3 separate regions of the Mus musculus genome follow, and regions 2 and 3 are each linked to region 1. A link is a contact called in public Hi-C and HiChIP or PLAC-seq data. All regions are on one chromosome and are shown on one strand. The core of a region is the stretch at or near the end of the contact, and the rest is flanking DNA. Distances in the headings are between cores, read along the strand shown.

Evidence for each region. A called contact is a pair of places that touch in the nucleus more often than the background predicts. HiChIP or PLAC-seq counts read pairs in DNA pulled down with a chosen protein or histone mark.
Region 2: a Hi-C map of B cells shows a contact between it and region 1, with 19 read pairs. The contact joins the promoter of Ptpn6 here to the promoter of Zfp384 in region 1. A contact is called at or near these places in 10 of 39 promoter capture datasets (the C10 cell line, cranial neural crest, frontonasal cranial neural crest and 6 more), 2 of 484 Hi-C or Micro-C datasets (B cells and embryonic stem cells), 9 of 115 datasets of contacts at active chromatin or transcription factors (the SCID.adh cell line, T-cell acute lymphoblastic leukemia, bone marrow-derived macrophages and 5 more) and 3 of 9 other capture datasets (adipose tissue, liver and pancreatic islet).
Region 3: an H3K27ac HiChIP or PLAC-seq map of embryonic stem cells shows a contact between it and region 1, with 5 read pairs. The contact joins the promoter of Cd9 here to the promoter of Zfp384 in region 1. A contact is called at or near these places in 1 of 39 promoter capture datasets (cranial neural crest) and 1 of 115 datasets of contacts at active chromatin or transcription factors (embryonic stem cells).

Annotation. Positions count from the first base shown.
Region 1 is chr6:125,007,780-125,010,993 of GRCm38.p6, forward strand. Zfp384 (zinc finger protein 384) reads left to right here and starts at 1,459. Exons shown (of 12, transcript NM_001372420.1): 1 at 1,459-1,720; 2 at 2,602-2,661. It overlaps 4930557K07Rik (RIKEN cDNA 4930557K07 gene), which reads right to left. Exons shown (of 4, transcript NR_130997.1): 4 at 2,397-2,615.
Region 2 is chr6:124,731,450-124,734,603 of GRCm38.p6, forward strand. Ptpn6 (protein tyrosine phosphatase, non-receptor type 6) reads right to left here and starts at 1,705. Exons shown (of 16, transcript NM_013545.3): 1 at 1,497-1,705; 2 at 1,289-1,411; 3 at 851-1,045. The coding sequence starts at 1,504.
Region 3 is chr6:125,493,405-125,496,683 of GRCm38.p6, forward strand. It overlaps Cd9 (CD9 antigen), which reads right to left and starts at 1,356. Exons shown (of 8, transcript NM_007657.4): 1 at 1,170-1,356. The coding sequence starts at 1,235. It overlaps Gm26728 (a long non-coding RNA gene), which reads left to right and starts at 29. Exons shown (of 6, transcript XR_869432.2): 1 at 29-81; 2 at 2,360-2,497.

The DNA.
Region 1 (3,214 bases), core at 209-2,708:
TCCTGCAATAGTTTATAATGTTCATTTACGTATCAAACGTTTACTGGAATGCTTAACAAATTCTGGGATCTGGTGATACCATCGGGAGCAATTCAAAGTCCTTGCCCTTATGGAGCTGGGCAACAACACCAGGTGAGCTGTAAACAACAGCAGGTACGCTGAATGTTGTACTTAGAATTAAAACCCGGTAAGAAGATAAGAGATGTGGGTGTTGGCAAAAAGAAAAGACCAAAGTGAAAAGAGTAACGGAGTGGTCAGAGGAAGACCGATTGAACTTTGATAGCACCGATCCCGAAACCTCAAACAACTATGGGCCTTCTTACCTTTCTTGAATATTCAAAGAAATTAGTTTCCCCCACTCTAGCTCAGCAAAAAGACATTCGGGAAGATCCAAGAAAAAAGGGTAACGTCCTACAACAACCTAGTCCATTAAGAAATGAGCTGTGACTCCCGTCTTTTTAAGATTCCGCATGGTCGGACTGGAGAGATGGCTCAGTGGTTAAGAGCATCGACTGCTCTGCCAGAGGTCCTGAGTTCAATTCCCAGCGATCATGGCTCACAACCATCTGTAATGGGATCCAATGCCCTCTCCTAGTGTGTCTGAAGACAGCTTCAGTGTACTCAAATAAATAAAAAAATAAATAAATCTTTGCCGGGCGTGGTGGCGCACGCCTTTAACCCCAGGCAGAGGCAGGGGGATTTTTGAGTTCGAGGCCAGCCTGGTCTACAAAGTGAGTTCCAGGCCAGCCAGGGCTATACAGAGAAACCCTGTCTCGAAAAATAAATCAAAAAGGATTCCGCATGGTGAAGAGTTGGCTCAGCTGGCCGCTCCTCCAGAGGACCGGAGGTTCGGTTCCCAGATCGCACACAGTGAAGCTGGAAGCAGGTAGCGGTAACTCCTGTACACACACGGCATGCATAGGCACAGATAAACGCACATAAAAGTAAAGCAAATCTAGAAAAAGAGGGGCGATCTAAACTGTCTTTAGTGTCTTGATGCATAATTCATGAACCCGTCTAGCTTCCATCCTCCCACTTCCCCAGAGGTCTCTTCCGGAAGCCCGGGAACGCTCTCCTGATGCTCAGCTTCAGCCCTTTAACACACGCTGCCTTCACGTCCGGTTTGGGCGTCACATCCACCGAGCGCTCCACCGGTCCCCGGGTAAGGAGCTACTTCCGCCCTTACGTGTCGTAACTTCTGCCCTCAAGATGTCCGAGCCCTAACAGCACCGGATGTGCTCGAGCGGCTCTCGGAAGTGACTCGGACTCTGACCTGTTTCCCCCCCCTTTCCTTTCCTGCTGCCGCCCTCCCCCCGCTACTTTCCTCCCCCCCCCCGTTTTCGTTTCCGGCTCTCCCGCCTTCTCCGAGAAACGACTGCACATTGAAGCTGTTGGGGGGGGTGGGGGGGGAGTGGGCGTGGAGGACTCGGGGTTCCCGGGAGCACGAGCCGCAGCACCACTTCCGGGTGAGTGTCCAGGAGGGCGGGGGCCCCCCCACACCTCGCCTCGCGCCCCCGCCCTGCGGGTGTCTCGCGCGCCGCCCGGCCGAGCGTCGGGGTCCGTCTGGCGCCTGCGGTGCATGCCGGCGAGCCCCGCCTCGCGGTTCCGAGCCCGCGCCCCGCGGGTCCTCCCGCTCCCTCGGCTCCTTCCTTCCCCGGTGACCGCCGCCCCTCCCGCGCGCTGGCTCTGGCGCTGGCGTCGCCGCCGCCGCCGCCGCCTGGTGAGTGTCGCGCCGCTGCAGTCGGTGCGCGCCGCTGCCCCTCGCTCCTCCCCCCCCCCCTTTACCTCGGGCGAGTGGGGAGGGGGGGGTCCACGATGGGACTGTGAGTGCGACTGTCCCGGAACCGGAAGTGGCGGCGGTGGAGGAGCGGGCGCTGAGGAGGAATGGGGGGGGTTTAGGGGGCGGGTGCCTGTCTAGTGGGTGGCAGAGTTCAGCTCCCTGGAGGGGTGAAGGAGGGACGTCCCAGAGACCGGTCTTTGAGGAAGGAGTGGGACTTGACATCGGGAGGAAGGACCGGGTTCGGTGTCTCGGGGGAGCGAAGGTTTTAGGGGGACAGCTGGGAGCCTCCAGTATATAGACCACTGAAGGTTGAAGGAAGTACTTCTTGGCACAAGGCCTTGGGTAGGAAGGGGGCGAAGTCCTAGCTGAAGTGTGTGTGTTGGGGGGTTGGGGGGGCGAGGCTAGAGGAAGTGGCTGGGCCCGAACTTGGCACTGTGCCTGACACAGGGCTAGGGCATCCCCCCTACCCTCAGCTTTGCTTTCTAAAGCCACTTCCCAGGAGCAGGGACCTTCCTTCACCTCTGACTCCTGGTTCCCTGTAGCCCTGGGGGGAACGAAGAATTAAGTGTCTGAGCCCAGGAGTGGAACCCAAATGCTGCTAATAGAATTCATCTTAGTTTTGGGGAACTGGCTTTATTTCCCTTATGTACACTTAGTGGGTGTCACTCAACGCCTGTGACTCTAGCCCTTCCATCCTTGGATTGTTGGTTGGGGAAGCTGTCCGCTTTCCAAATTGCTGACAGTCAACTTGTGAGGCTCTCCACAGTTCTCTGGTGGCCTTTACATACTGGCCTCTGTAACCTAGACAATTTTGTTTCCAGAAAGTTCAGGAGCCCTGGAAAGGAGAAGGAATAAGACGACAGGAGGAAGAGAGAGAGAGGGTAAGACAATCTTGGTTTAATGATTTGGGGAGAGATGGGGTCATCTCAAATGGTTTTTCTTTTTTTTTTTTCCTTTACAGTGTGATAGAATTATTGAAGTAACCAACACCAGCGCTTGCAGAGAGAGAGATAAAAGCCTTTTCTTATTGTTTCCCATAGTACCCAGGAGGTTTTTGTGTAAAAAATTGGTAGTTTCTTTGTTACCCTTTCATGGCCACTGGTACTCAACAGGAATAAAATGTGAAATACTCAGGTGAAGCCACTAAATGGGCTTACATTTTGTCAGAGATGTATTCTGCTGTGGAGACACAGGGACTCTGATTACAGTATAGTCTTTATGGTGTCACTTAGAGAAACAACAAAGGCAAGTTTGGAGTTTCCCATTCTTGGTGTTCAGTGGAGTGTTTGAGTGACTCTGTTGAGTGATGAAGACTCTAACATGAGACAATTTGAGTTTGATGTGTCAGGTAATATTTTTCAGAGAACACTGCTTCTTGGATAGTTTGAAATAAAAGAGATAAAATTATATGCTTTCTGCTCTAGTAAATCTGGG
Region 2 (3,154 bases), core at 455-2,954, 280 kb before region 1:
AGACAAGGCCCCGGGTTCAGGCCCCAGCAGAGAAGGGTGTGGGGATCAAGTTCGGAATCATTTCAACTGTAAATACACAGACACAGGACAGGAACAGGTACGCAGAGCCCCAGAGTCCATAAGAAAACCCTGAGTTAATAGGGGTTGCCAGTCAGTCCCTGTGCTATACAGCTAAGACGAGCCCCAGTGTAATGAATGAGGGACATTTATCTCCATAACCTTCCCTTTGCACATGCTCTGAGAAGACCACAAGAGAACAGCCAGCCCAGCTATGGGGGCCGTGTCTTTGCAGCACTAGTTGGGGATATCCTGAGGGTCTCCTTAAGTCAGATAAGCCTGGGCCCTTCTCTACCTGTGACCACCTCAGCGACCTTGCTTTCACCAAGCTCTGTCCAGCCCCACCTCAGTGTGATGCTGAGAGAAGTCCCTGAGTACCCCAGTACCAGTGGACCTCTAAGACCTTATTAAGACAGGGACCTAGAGCCCCAGGCTGTGTAGAGGGCTGGAAGAAGGCACCAGAGTTCCATGGTAGGACAAGCTTTCTAGTAATAGGGCCGACCTGATGAGAAACACCAGAGACAAGGAGTGGCCTCTCTGTTACTCTCAGGATGAGGTTGCTAGGCAGCAGGAACCCTGCAGGAAGGCAAGGGGAACCCTTCTCTGGCTTCCTCAGGGGACAGGGGATTGGTTAGATACATGGGAATCATCAGCCTACAGAGGGAAGAGGCTGAGAACACTGAGAGAACAGGTGTGGAAGATCAGGGATGAAGAACGGACTGGGAACAGAAGGACACCTGGTCTGGATGTCCACTTATCTCAAGGGACAGGGCCAACCTGCAATGCCCCTCACCTCTCACTGGTGGGGTCCGAGCAGTTCAGTGGGTACTTAAGGTGGATGATGGTGCCATCTCGGTCCTGCAGGATGCCCTGCTGCTGCGTGTAATACTCGACCAGCTCTGTCAGCGTCGCAAACTTCTCCCCTCCGTACAGGTCATAGAAGTCCCCTGAGTTCTGGATCCGAATATGAGTCACCTGATCATCCACCCTGCGAGGCACCACCAGGTAGTGAGATACATGAGCAGCAGCGGGGTGGGCTTGGGGGGACAGGGGTCTCGATGCAAAAGCACATAGGCATGGAGTAGACATAGACAGTTATGGGCACATGCTAGGGCGACAGGCAGGGACAGAAGGGAAGAAATGTATCATGAGGAGACAACACAACCCAGGGAACCCAGGAATGCTCCGGACCCACACAATGAGCTGCCAAGGTGCAGGGAGGGCCACCCACCTGACTGAGAGGGAGAAGTCACCCTGGTTCTTGCGGCTGGGCCGAGCCAGGAAGCTCCCAGGGACTCCCCGGCCCTTCAGCAGGGTCTCTGCATCAGGCCCGCTGAGGTCCCGGTGAAACCACCTAAAAGTGCACAGGGCAGTGAGGGAATATCCCCAGGGCTCCAGCCACCCTTGTTTCCTATCCTCCATGGGTCCCAGGCCCTTACCTCACCATCCTGGGGTTCTCACTGAATTGGCTGCAGAAAATGTGGAGGGAACAGTTTGTCTGGGCAGGCACGTACAAACTCTAGAGATGAGCCTCAGGCAAGGCTCTCAGAGCCCAGGCCTCCAAAGCCAACCTGCAGTCCTGCTCCCCGGGCTACCACTCTACTGGCCTGGGGCAGCCAGCAGGGCGGAGACAGGAAGGGGCGCGGCCGACCCCTTAGGGGAACTCACTAGAACTTCTCTTTTCAGAGCGAGGGAAGAGGAGCTGGAGGGTGGCAGGGTGGGGGAGGGCCCACTTCCCACAGTCTGCCAACAAAGGCACAGGGGCAAGGCAGTAAATATTCATGACTCAAGAGGTAAGGCACACGTGTGGCAGGTCAAGAGTCACGCACAGTGAATATCCACATTATCAGGTCAACCCTTCCTCCTCCAGCAGCTGCCTCTACTCAGAATTATTCTTAGGCACAGTCTAATAATGATCGTGTGCAGTGGCACCGTCATTTAATGGAGTGTCGCAGCCTGCCAGACTCATTGCTACAATGTCATTTTCATGCCTCCTGTGAGTTACAGGTCACCAGGGCCTCATTCCTCAGGCACTATCTTTATCCCCACTTCACAGACAAGGAAACTGAGGCCAAGAAGTTTGAGGAATTGCCCCCAGGTCTTACCCTTAGTGAGTTGCAGGATTCAGACCTAAATAGTTTCAAAGCCAATGACTTTTGAATTCTGCTTGCCAGCCCTCAGGACCCAAAGAACAGTAGTCAATAGACTCCTTGTCCAAAGGAGATGCTATCATCACAGCTGAGAGCCCCCACAAAGCAACCTTGTGCAGCTCTGTCATCATGGGCCTAGGCCTCCTTCCTATACCCTGACTGTCAGCAGGGAGGGGTGGGGTGGGAAGGTATCTCCTAAAGGTTAGGGTTTATGGCCAGGGTCCCAACAAGGGCAGACGCTCACAGGGAGGGCTTTAAACTTTAGGAGCGCTCAGCCTTCAGGCTTATGGGACCTTGTGTATGTAAACCCCAGGATGAATACAAAAAAAGATGCAAATACTACCAAGCCAAGACCAGAGGGGAAACAAGCTGCCCAATTTATATTGGTATCTTCCTTAGCAAGGGACACAGGCTGCTGGAGAAGGGAGATGGGACAGAGCACCTTATATCTTTTAAGGGTTTATTGTCTGAGGTGTTTTGATTGGTTAGTTTTGGTTTGTTTGTTTGTTTGTTTGTTTGTTTGTTTTATAATACTGAAATTAGAACCCCAGTCCTAGCTGGGCATGGTAACCCATGCCTTTAATCCCAACACTTGGGAGGCATAGGCAGGCAGCTCTCTGTGAGTTTGAGGCCAACTTGGTCTATACAGTGAGTTCCAGGATATCTAGCGCTATATAGTGAGACCTGTTTCAACAACAAGAACAACAAAACCAACCCAGACTCTCAGTCCCTTAAACAGTGTGAGGAGCATCCTTGGGCAGGCATCCTTGGGCAGTGTACATCTTCCACCCTATTTCTTTTCCTTATTCATTTGATTCCCTTCACACTTCTGCAGTCCTAGGGTTTGAACTTAGGACCTCAAACTCGCAAGGCAAAGGCTCAACCACAGAGTCACACCCCCTGTTAGTTCTCTTTTTACTTTTTTGGAGATAGGGTCTAGCTAAATT
Region 3 (3,279 bases), core at 106-2,605, 490 kb after region 1:
AACCCAGGGCAGTCTCTGCAGGTTGTGCAACACTTCCAAGCAACCCTGGAGAGTATTAAACCTTACAGTTGCTGGAAGATGGTGAGCATCCCGGTGGCCAGCTCCAAAGGGAATAGTGGACTTTTTAGTTGTTGTTGTTCAAAGTCTCTGGTGGCACAGGAGTTGCCTAGTTAAGCTCTTTCCTGATTGCCTGGGAGCAAATTCCGTCCATTTGTGTTTGGGAGTGTGCCCTCTCAGAATCAGGACAAAAGGGTCTTCCGTGTATTTCCTTGCTTCTGTCCCTGAGTTTTGGGAGAGTGGACACTCTCTTGTTGCCCTACCCAGAGGCCCATCTGTAGAGTCTACTAGCACCTGCCTCTGGACCCTCTGCAGGTGAACGGCCATTCCCCTTGGCCCCACCTGGACATTTTTAGAGCGAGGCTTCAAGCCCGCAGTACCTGATTACCTGGGAAATGCAGAAACACCGGATTTATCCCATCTAGAGGCGCCAATAGGCACCTTCCCCGCCTTCTTTTCTCTTAACTCTCCCAGAGTTCTCTACAGCCAAGATAGTTATCGCTCTTGAAAAAGAATCAAGACAATCTAGTCTTTCAGGTAGCTTAGAGAGAGGCATGGACGTTTTCAGTTGAGAGTTCAGGTCCTAAACAAGGAATGTCCGACCTCCAGGTGCAGGGAAGACTCCCCACACCCACTTCCTCTCCCTCCGTAGCACCCCTTGTCACTTGTGGGACCACCGAAGTGGGAGACGCTCGACTGCCCTGCTGGCAAGGAGCCTTGCGGGCCGGGGAGGGCATCGAGTTACTCGAAAAGGTTGCTCCGCTCCTCCCTCACTCCTCTCTCACACTCGGGGGTGCTCCGGGTGGGAGCAGGCACAGAGCCCATCTCAAATACTCGGCGGTAGAAGGACCCGGGAGCGAAGTGCACAGCCGGAGCCACCAGGACCCTCGGCTCTCCCACCCACTTGCTCCTCCCGCCCACCTGCCAGTCCCGCCTGGCCAGCTGGCAGCCGCTGCGCCTTTCTCTACTCGCCCGGAGTCCGCCTGGCGCGCGCAGTACCAGCGGCTCCCGGCGCTCTCGGCCGCCGGGACACTCTCCGCCCCGGACGCCGTCTCGGGCCTGAGAACAGGTGGCCTCGGAGAGGAGCGCGCCGACAGTCGCCTCTCACTCACCCAGAAGATGAAGTTAAATCCGAAGAGCAGGTATTTGATGCACTTGCTACCTCCTTTGACCGGCATGGTACAAGCTGGAGTTGCGTGGGACAAGAGGCACGAACGACTGGGACAGAAGGGACTCGACAACCGACTGAGACACGCTGCGGCTAGGGGCTGGCCTGAGGCTCCACTTTTAAAAAGTGCCACTCCTTACGGCGCTCGGCCAGCTGCTATGCGCATGTGCGGAGGGATGCCGACCCCGCCCCCCGGCCCACCTGCCCCGCCCATGCTCTAATCCCCTCCCCAGACCCAGGTTCTGGGACTTCGGTTTCACCCTCAGTGCAGAGCTCTCTCTGCACCTAACTTTTGCCGTCTGGTTTCTAAGATCCTCTTTCCCTCCATCTTCCTTCTTCCCACCGTCTCGGGGTCTTTCCGGACCTCCGTACCCGACTTCTTTTACGGGGAGTTAAGTGCCGGCCTCGCCTTTCCCGTTCATCCTAGTTCATCCTGGGCTCTGCATAAGAGCTCACGTTGGAAGACCCCCAAGGGCCATGTAATCTTAAGAACCTTTTCAGATTCCCGAGGCAAGTCTGCGAGCCCCTATTTGCCTGGCTTGCGTTCTCTCTGACACCTCCTTGTAAACCTTTCTGGACTGAACGCACTTAGTTGAGCACGGTGGCCGCTAGAATGTTCTAGGTGCTAATCTGAGCAGTTCTACTTTGCTCAGAAACTTTCTACGTTCAGAGACTTGAGTTGAAACCCTTCTTCATCCTGTATTTACTCCGTTCATTCCCTGCCACACCTGATGCCACACCCCTACTCTGCTGCGCCTCCATGCCTGCAGGGGTGTATGCTGGCCGCCCTGCCTCCTTGTGAAAATTCTATTGTGCTTTATTATTTTTTTTATTTAAATCTATTATTATTTTGAGACAGAGTCTTACTATGCTGTCCTATCTGGCTTGGAACGCCCTGTGTAAACCAGGCTGGCCTTGAACTCATAAAGATCTGTCTGCCTCTGCTGGGATGTGCCAATACGCCCAGCGATTTCATTTCTTTTGAAGTAGGATTTAGCCGTTTGTAGACCTACTGACCCGGAATTTGCTTATGTAGCTCAGGCTATCTTCAACTCCAGTCCTCCTGCCAGAGCGGTTCAGGCCACCACGTCCTGCTCTGTGACTCTCTAAATTCTTTCTTGATTTTTTCAACAGGGTGAAGAGGCCCTTCTCAATATCCTTTACAGTTTTCTCTTCCTCACCCCTGCAGGAAGTTTCCTTAGCATTCTTCATTGCAAAAGCAAACCGTACTTATTACAGAAACATCAGAAAATATCAGAAAGCAAAAAGAATGTGAGTTAAAATTTTTTTTCCTGGGTTAAAGTACGTTGGAGGCCAACGCCACAGGAGACCCGGTCCCCAAAAACAAAAAATAAAAACAAGAAACTTTTTCACATAGCAAACCCAGCTCTGTTAGCATAGCACAGCTCTTGTTTTACTGTTTATCAGTAGACTGGCTTCACTATTTATCAGTAAGTAGACTGATTCATTAATAGACCCAGTTAAAAACCTTTTTTTTTTTTTTCCCACAGTTTAGTTTAGAAAGGTTCTTCACTGGGGAACAGGAGTCGAAAGCAACACATTCTGTCTTCCCTGAAGCAGCTTAGGAGTTGGAAGAAGGACGCAGGCAGGAGACTTGGAGGGTGTGTGTGGTCAACTTAGGGGTCTCTTGAGAGCTCTCACAAAGTAAGTGTTACAATCAGGGAAGCCTGGCAGAGCTGGGGCTCCCGTGGTCTTCTGGAGAGAGCTGGTGAGGACCTTGTCCTCTGAGAGTGAAGGTGAACCCCGGGAGTGTCAGGTGAACCCCTTGACTGTGTGTGGGCACGGGACAAGAGGGCAGCCTGCAAGTGCTGTGCGGTTAGGGACCCTTGTTTGTATCTCCACTCCCTGGTGTAAAACCTTGGGGCACTGGACAGAAAATCCGAATGCATTTGAGGAGGTGCGGTTAGGTAAAATGAAAAATGGAGCTCCGTTAGGGGGTGTGACCAGTTTGGGACCTATGGGAAGGTAGGAGCGGCAATGGGACCTAAAAGTCTGCCGAGGAGTCATGTGGGAGCCAGAGGGAGAGTCTGAGC